Regions from separate parts of the Astyanax mexicanus genome. Here region 2 is linked to region 1. Evidence: chromatin contacts called from public Hi-C data. All regions are on one chromosome and are shown on one strand. Each heading gives the region's core, a stretch centred on a gene start, on an enhancer-like site or on the middle of the called end of the contact. The rest is flanking DNA. Distances are from core to core; before and after follow the strand shown.

Region 1 (4,407 bases), core at 1,005-3,504:
CCATCATCCCTGGCTGCTCTCTCCCCCTCTCTCGGCCCAAGCCTGGGGGAGCCAGTGGAGATTAAATGTAGCCTCCATAAGCCAAGCACATCATGTAGCTATGTTTCTAGGGCCAGCTTACTCTCTCTCTCTCTCTCTCTCTCTGTTTCTCTCTCTCTCTCTCTCTCTCTCTCTCTCTCTCATTCTCTTTCTAAAAGTCTTATTAATGATGCCAGGAATGTTAGTCAAGTCAGAATGCCAGGGAAAAGACAGTGTGGCTGGGAAATCCATGAGAGGAAGATTTAAAAAAAAAAAGGAAAAAAGATAATGATGATGGATTGAACGAAACAAGAAAAAGAAGGAACTTGACAAGATATTGAAGGACTTAAAATAAAAAAATAATTGAACGAAGAGAGAAAGAGAGAAATAAATAAGGAAAAAGGAAAAGCACAAGACGGACAACTTTCTCATCTCTCTCTTTCTCTCTCTTTCTCTTTTTCTCTCTCTCTCTCTCGCGTTTTCTGGTTGATACGGCGGAGAGGTGGGCCTCCGACTTTAACTAATCACAGCTGTGCGAGCAAATTAACGGATGATACTCTGGTACTCGTTCTTTCCTTTTTCTTTTCTTTTTTCTTTTCTCCAACTTTTTCTCTCTTTTTTTTTTTTTTCCTCCTCCTGCCACTCAACATGGATTTATAAAGGCAGAGAAAGAAGGACCAGGGGGTGTCATGCTTTTTTTTCCCTACACTGAACTACACTCCCACCCACCCCACCAACCCCCCGTTTTCAATTTTGCTTGGTGAGAGATCGAATGAGAGGAAAAGTGTGTGTGCGGCAGGAAAGAGGGAGTGCGAGAGAAAGAGTGCGCGCAGGACGGAGCGAGAGAGAGAGAGAGAGAGAGAGCGGGAGAGAGAGGGAGGGAGAAATGTAAGACAGATACGGAGAGTGAAAGAGAAGAAGGGGGTGTGGAGCGCGAGAGAGAGAGCGGCGGCGAAAGGAGCCAGCACAATGCACCGATGGCTCTTTCCAGTTGTACGTCCTTTTTTTTTTTCTCCGCGATTTTCTTGTCAGGGGGATTTTTGCGCGATTTCCTGCCAGAGCTTGTTTTTTTTTTTTTTTTTTGCGCGCGAGTGCTGCTGCTTTTACTTCTTTATCTCTATGCTTATTTCTTCTGGAGACTGGAGCCAAAGCTGAAGCCGAACCAGGGATATGTGCGTGCGTGTATATATATATATATATATATATGCATGCATGGAGCGTCTGTAGCTTACCAGCGCTGGATGAGAGCAGCAGCAAGGTGAAGTGAATGAGTGAGTAAGTCAGTGAGTGTGTGTGTGTGTGTGTGTGTGTGTGTGTGTGTGTGTGTGTGTGTGTGTGTGTGTGTGTGTGTTTCTGTCACGCTGAACCCCTCCACCCAACCCCCCCCCCCCTCTTCTGAGATCTAGTAGACTGGTATGATTTGCTGGTGTTGTGGCCCGGGCTGCTGGCTGCCAGTTGCACTTCCTCTCAGCTCTTCCTCCCTGCCAGTCCTACAGGCTTTTCCCCCCATGCCTACCTGCATGCTCTCGACACCACCGCAGCCGCCGCCATAATCATCATCATCTTCCTCATTATCTTCTTCTTCTTTTTTTGCTGCTTCTTCTTCTTCTTCTTCATCATCATCACCATCACCGCCACCGTCGTCATCCTCCTCGTTTCGCCCTCCCACCCCCTTTCGTCTGGCTGAACGTGAAAAGTCTGCCCTCTGGTGTGCCTGCGCTTCATCCCTCTGCACATGGACCCACGCGTCTCCAGCTTCAACCTGCGCTCTCGGCCGCTCCTCTTTTCCCGCCATCCCCCAGCTTCCGTCTGTCCATCCCGTCCAGTCTGCGCCGCTTGGTTTTTGGTTATTGTTTTTTTTTTTTGTTTGTTTTTTATCGTTTTTGCTTTGTCAGTGCTCTCGCTCCTGACAAAAAGTTGAAATCGGAGATTTTCTCTCATTCTCTCGTTCTCTCGTTCTCTGTTTCGTTCTCCTCCTGTCTCTCTCTCACGCTCTCTCGCTCTGCCTTTCTTTTGTCCAGCAGGGCTGCGGACGAAGGGCGCTCGGCTGCGGCGCCGCCGCAAACCAAACCCGGGTGAGTTCTTTTTAAACCATTTTCTCCTTCCTTCCTCCTTTCCTCTTTTCCTTCCTTCCTTCCTTCTCTTGCTCTCTCTCCTTCTCTCTCTCTCTTTTTCTCTCTCTCCCTCTCGAGCAGACTCCCTGTACCTCTCTCTCTCTCTCTCTCTCTCTCGCACTCTCTCTCCCTCTCCCACCCACAGCTGCAGCATCTGTTAGTGTTTTGATTACCTTTGTCTCCACAACTGCTCTTGCTCTGGCTTCGTTCGGGTCATTCTCGATAGATAGCAGCGTTGTACAGTGCCGAAGCTTGGTTTTATGTTTTAATCTGCTTAACTAATCACGTATGCTATGGAAATAATGTGTTATATATATATATATATTAATTTAAATGCATCTTTATTTATTATACACGTGGTTAATAAAGCTTTCGACTGTCGTGTTGTACATCCAGAGCAGTTAATGCCGTAGCAGTGAAGAGAGAAAGCAGCTGACTGAGAGTCTGAGAGCTATTACGATGACTATGAGTGCATGAATGGCTGTGAGAGAGGAGCTTATTGAAAGAAGGCTAAGTTTACCTGGGAGCCAGGGGGCATTTTTCAAAGTGCAGCATTGTTCGGCCTGTAAGATGGGGCGGGAGAGTGGCAGCAGGGGCCGGGAAGGGGAGGCGGGGAGGGTTCTGGAGAGAGAGTGAGAGAGTAGGAGAGAGGAAAAGAGAGAGAGAAAGAGAGAAAGAGTTGGGGGGGAGGGGGGGGATGTCAGTGTTGTGTCTGGCTGAAGGTTGCACTTGTTGTCTGTCACAGACAAAAAGACAAAAACATATACGGAGCCTTTTTAATTTTATTTTTTACTACAGGTGTTTAATTTCCACAGAAATTTCGCTGTACATCCCGGCCAGTCAGTTTTTTTTTTTTTTTTTTTCCCAGTGTGTTTTTTTATTATTATCATTATTATTATTCTGATGTCATTGCAGGTGCATTGCATTGCTGTGTGTCCATGTCCATTTTTTTTAAAGCAAAGGCAGACATTGAAACAAAAAGAAAAAACAGACAAACAAACAAAAACAATCAAATTGTGCCTCTCGCAATCCCTGAGACCCTAACTTGTGACGTTTTGCTGTTCTGTGCACGGGTTAGGCTCTTGGGAGCTGGGAGGGGTGCTCCATCATCCTATCAGTGTTGTCCTAGTTGAATACACGCAAAAACGCAAAAAAAAACGAAAAAAAAGAAAGAGAAAGAGGAAATGATTTGTTTTTAAAACACACACACAAAAAACACCGATATAACTGTGAATGAATGCTAATGGCTAGCCAGCGTGATGAAGAGACTGGTATGAATGTGGGTATCTGTAAAGTAGAAGAAGAAGGAGGAGGAGGATGGGGGGATTGATGGAATGCCAGCATCAGGGTCATGTGACGCACTGGTGGGTCGAATCAGCTGAGGTTTCATTGTGTGAGAAGCTATGAGCAGAAGATTCCTTTCCATCAGTATGAAAGAGCAAGAGAGCATTGGACCCACCCACCCCACCCCAGGCCCAAGGTCCCTCTGTTTCTGAGGGCTTACTGTACGAAAAAGCCTTTGGCCTACCGGTTTGAGAGCAGCACAAAGTACTGGTGAGAGCGTGACTCATTAAAGGCTCGGTACACTTGTGTTTGACCTCATCCTAACACTCTGCTGAAGACGTGAACCCTCTCCCTCTCCCTCTCTTCAGCCTTGCTGAGTCAGTGTGTGTACGGTTCAGTGTTTGAGTGTGTGTGTGTGTGTGTGTGTGTGTGTTCCTGCCTGTTCTACTTTCCTCACTTCAGCACTCCAGGCAGGGCTTCACGGCATGGCTTTAGCATGTAGCACGGCTGTGTGGTTTGTCATGAGTCTGTGCTGACCGGTCTCTTTCTTTTTTGGGTTGTGACAAATCTGACACAGTGCTGAGATGCTTTCAGACAGCTCAACTCAAGTGAACTTGGGTTTAGGCAGACAGAATCATGATGTGGTTCAGGAGTGTGTATTATATAGAAGTTATGCTTTTATTTTTAGAGGAATTACCTTTGGTTTATCATCAGTATGGCTACAACACTGAACAACCTACTCAACATATCTTTAGAACGACAAAGCTAGAGTTTTACTTTTGGCTGAAATTTGTACAATATTCTGTATTTTTGTGCTGATGCTTATGCTTATACAAATTTTATGGAATCTATAAGTTATAGTTTACAGAAATACCATGTTTTCTGTGTTATGTTAAACACAGAAATAGTGTTTTTGCATTTAAACATGAACTTAAACATTAACTTAAAGCATCACTTAAAGCATCACTTAAACATTGGTTGATGTCCTAAT
Region 2 (4,407 bases), core at 1,343-3,842, 100 kb before region 1:
TCGCTTTGGCGCGACTGTGTAATCACTGCTCTCGCTCTCTCTCTCTCTCTCTCTCTCTCTCTCTCTCTCTCTCTCTCTCTCTCTCTCTCGCTCTCGCGCCACAGCTCCACATCCCCTGATCCGTTTGTTACGGTCTTATGATCTGAATTATGGAGATACCGTATGACATCCAGAATTACATAACTGTAAAATTGAGACGCTGTAAGGCTCAGATGTCATTGTTGGCGTTGGGGTTTAATGGGGAGCGTGCTGGACAGGGTTTTTGTTTTTTTTATTTTCTTGAGCTAAATGTTGCCAAACCAGTTGTTTTTAAGTTGTGAAAAGATTTCTAAAATAAATATCCGTTAGATAAGACATCAGATTTTTCATGTGTAAGCACTAAAATGCTTTACTTTTTCTATTTTAATGGCTGATAGACGTTGTCTAAAACATTTTCTTTGCGCATTGTCTCCTTTGATTGAAAATGCCACAGATTTTTTTTTTTTTTAGCGTTCTGTTATCAGCAGAAACTATTATTTGTTGCATTATCCACAGTCTATTTCACACCGGAAATAGGCATTCGCTATGGGAGGAATTTCAAGAATTAAAATGACTTAAAATAACCCGGGCTTTTCCAAGTTTAGCACTTAGCAAGTGCCTTCTGCCGCATTTATTTGTGTCTTCATTTATCTTATCTTGTAGAAAGCAGAGCCTGGGGCAAAGACTCTGTATATCTATCGACTGCTGCCAAAACCCCCCCTCTTTCTTTCTTTTTCTTTTTTGCTCAACAGAAAGAGCATGTATTGTAAATCACATTAAGATTGCACAGTATTCCTAATGTAATAAAGATAAGCAGTCTAATCTAAGGAGAAATCTCCAGCACTCCAGTACTCTCTTCTGTGAACGAGACAGAATTGAGGAGGTAAGGGGAAAAAAAAGAAAAATGAAAACGAACAAATGATGCATTGATCGATTTACTTTAATTCAGCTTTTCTTTTCTCTTATTGATATTTATTATTTCAGCTTTATGGCTTGGAGCACTTACTGTTTTATAGTGATTCTGAAGAAGGTTGTGCAGTATATCGTTTTGGCATCGTCATTGCATCTAGTCAGCAATATTATTTATTTTACTCCAATTCTGGCCATTTTTAATATCATGACATGTCAAGTCATTGATTTCTGGTAACTTCTAGTGAAAATTCAAGTTTTTTTAAAGTATGCATCTCAAAGGAAAAAAAAAAATGTAGTTACATTATTGACTTACCGTACAATATATGGATATTATTTATAGGACAATGTATTGTCCAAACAAGTTCATGCAGCTCAGTTTTGAATCATGAAAGAAGTTCAACACAATAATATCATTATAACTTTTAAAACGCTAAAACAAATATTTATTGAGAGAATATATAATGGCGATATTCTGTCTTGAAAGCAGTTTAGTTTGTATGAGTTTTGTTATTTACTCTTTTTGTTATGAAACTTTAGGGATGCATTTATTATAATTGTTTGTTTGCTTGTAGTTTGCATGCATGCACTGTGTTCTGCACTTGAGTTTTTGGTAGTTTTTTTTGTTTCATTGCTTTATTTATTTCATTACATTAATATTATTATTTCATACAAGTTTAGTAAGTCTTGTAAGTTAGTGTTAACAATGTAGACTACAGGCTAGGGATGGTCGATATTGTAAAAAAAAATAATTATTGAAATTCAAATATATGAGTGATTTCTCGATTACAACTTTTAGTTCTTACATAACAAGCAAGCTTGTTAAAAGTAGTTTTTTCACAGGTTTCTGATAAAAGCAAATGTCTATCTACGGATATTTCCTCTGGCTATATTGATTATACGATAGCAGTTATCCTGATATTTGAAGTTGATTAAACAAATTAATTTGATTAACCTTCCAGCCATACTGCAGACTTTTCTACTGAATTGTATTTTTAAGTTATTATATTGCCAGGAATATTGTTTTGCCAAAAACTTTTTTAAGGCCATATCGCCATATATCCTATAAGCCGTTAGTTACTAGTCTTGTTTTAGATGCAGTGTTCCAGAGTGCTTTCTCTCCTCTAGGGGTGGGCGATATGTCGCTAAAATAATATCACAATAAATCATGGTATTTTCGCAGTAGCGATACTCTTGGCGATATGACAAAACACTGAATTAAAATATTTATTTTAAGAAGTCACTACTACGATGAAATGAAAATTACATTTTATTTCATATACAATATGATATGGCACACCTCTACCTGAGATAAAAAAAAACAAAAAAAAAAAAAAAAACAAGAATTTTATTTCAGATTTGTAACAGAAGTCAATGATCCCGAATGTCATGATTCTAATAATAATAATAATAAGCTCCAAATATCTCCATATATCCAGGAAATATATAAAGTAAAATAAATGATACTGGACAGATAGTCTCCAGTAGATGTATGCGTACTATACAATATGGCACACCCCTAGTCCTGTCCCACATGTTGTGGAGCTCATAACATAAAGAGAAAATAAACTGTCTCTGTAGAACTGAGCTATACTTAACAGTATAGAGCAAACATGTAGATTCCACTGAACACAAACAGCAGAGCCGCAGCAGAGCTGTAAATATGATCAGCCGGGCTGTGATGTACAGTACGTGTGTCTGCGTGTGGTGTGCGGCGGCATCGCGGGCGGGCCGAGCGGCCGGCGCTCCTACAGTGAGGCTGGGAGCTGATTTGTTTCCTTTCCTGTAAGCCCCTCGCGCGCCCCCTGCTCAGCCCCCCTTTCTCCGAGCAGTGTAAACACACAGCTCCAGAGGAATGTTGGACTCTCTGACCTCACGGCAAACACTCGGCTGCAGTTCACTCGGTTCAGCCTGGCCGCGCTGTGCTCCGAGTGAGAGTGAGGGTGAGACAGAGAGAGAGAGAGACAGACAGAGAGGGAAAGAGATAGAGGGAGAGAGAGAGAGAGCATCCAGCCCTGTAACATTGCTTTCTGCTGCTGCTGCCATTGTCACCACCATTGTGCTTCTCTCTGTTTCTCGTTCTCTTCATCCATCTTCAGTTCTTTTTACATAGCTTAAATCTCACCCTCATTTTACTCTTTCTTTCTTTCTTTCTTTCTTTACTCTATTTTCCCTTATTCTGTCCATCACCTCACTTATTCATCCGTTGTCCCTCTGCTTTTTCCTGTCATTTTCTCTATTTATTTGTCTCTTTTTATATTTGTTTTTAAGTTTCTCTCTAAATTTTGTCTTTTTTATATTCTCTCTTTATCTCAGACACTTTTTCATCTCCTCTCTGTTTTCTCTTCATCTCTATTTTAGCCTCTCTCTGCTTGCTCTCTTTCTGTCTTTTTCTATTTCGTCCTCTCACTGTTGGTTTATTCTCTTTTTTTTGTTCAATTTTATTTTTCAGTTGCTTTCTGTCTTTTCCCCTATTTGTTTCTTTATGTTGTTCTCCCTTTTTCTGGTTTTCTGGTTTCTTTTGCACTCTGTCTCTTTTTCCATCTCTTTCTGTATTTTGTCCTCTCTGCTTTCTCTTGTTTTTCTTACTTTCTCTCTCTATTTATATAATTATTTTTCTGTTTCTTTTCTTTGTTTATCTGTTTTTTTCTGTCTCTTTGTGTCTGTTCTATCTGCTTTCTTGCTATTGTTTTCTTTTTCTTACATTGTCTCTTTCTTTTTTCACTCTGTCTGACTTTGTTTTTCTATTTTTCTCTCTTACCTTTATCTTTCACTCAAACGTGTTTCACTCTTACTCTGTTTTACTGCACTTTACAGGTTCTTTCTTTCTTTCTTTTTCTTTCTTTCTTTCTTTTTCTTTCTTTCTTTCTTTCTTTCTTTCTTTCTTTCTTTCTTTCTTTCTTTCTTTCTTTCTTTCTCTCTCTCTACTTTTTCACTTACTATCCTTTTTCAAACCATGTAAAGGGTTTTTCATTCACCAATTGAGTTCTTTCTTTTGTTTAGAAAAAAAAATAGGTTGGTGATTAAAAAATAGTTTTAAATTAAACAACATATAAAGTCTCCAAATGAAGTAGTAAGTGCATAAGGCATGTCTTGTTTCATTACTTTGATTCCTATTGCTGGACATGCTGGATGCTCTCAAAAGGTTTATTCGTATAACTTCACTGGGTGGAAACTCTGCTTACCTCTATCTTTCTTTCCCTGTTTCTCTCTGCTCAGACTCTCTCAATCTCTCCTTACCACCTCATTCGTTCTCATCTCATCCTGCTTTCTTTCTTTGTCCCTCTTTCTTTTTTCCTTCAATCTCTACATTTGATTTTCTCTCGTCTCTCTCTCTCTCTCTCTCTGTTCTGTCTCTTTCTTTCTCTCTGTACCACCTCATATATTCTCATCCTTTCCGTCACTCTAAATCTGATTCTAGCATATTGTCTCGCATTGTCTACTATTTGTCCCATTAATTTTCAGTCACCCTCTCTGTCT

What was found. A called contact is a pair of places that touch in the nucleus more often than the background predicts.
Region 2: a contact with region 1 is called in a Hi-C map of muscle, with 17 times the contacts expected there. The contact joins the enhancer-like site here to the promoter of LOC103030049 in region 1. A contact is called at or near these places in 2 of 3 Hi-C or Micro-C datasets (both in muscle).

What each region holds. Positions count from the first base shown.
Region 1 is chr18:3,646,001-3,650,407 of AstMex3_surface, reverse strand. It overlaps LOC103030049 (sodium/potassium/calcium exchanger 1-like), which reads right to left and starts at 2,254. Exons shown (of 2, transcript XM_007231430.4): 1 at 1,535-2,254. The coding sequence starts at 1,813.
Region 2 is chr18:3,748,841-3,753,247 of AstMex3_surface, reverse strand. The region is part of intron 2 of LOC103030577 (a long non-coding RNA gene); the gene reads left to right. Among protein-coding and RNA genes, the nearest start is that of LOC103030577, 36 kb to the left of the region's middle. Within about 2 kb of position 2,592, the one cell type or tissue checked has an H3K27ac peak away from gene starts, as active enhancers do.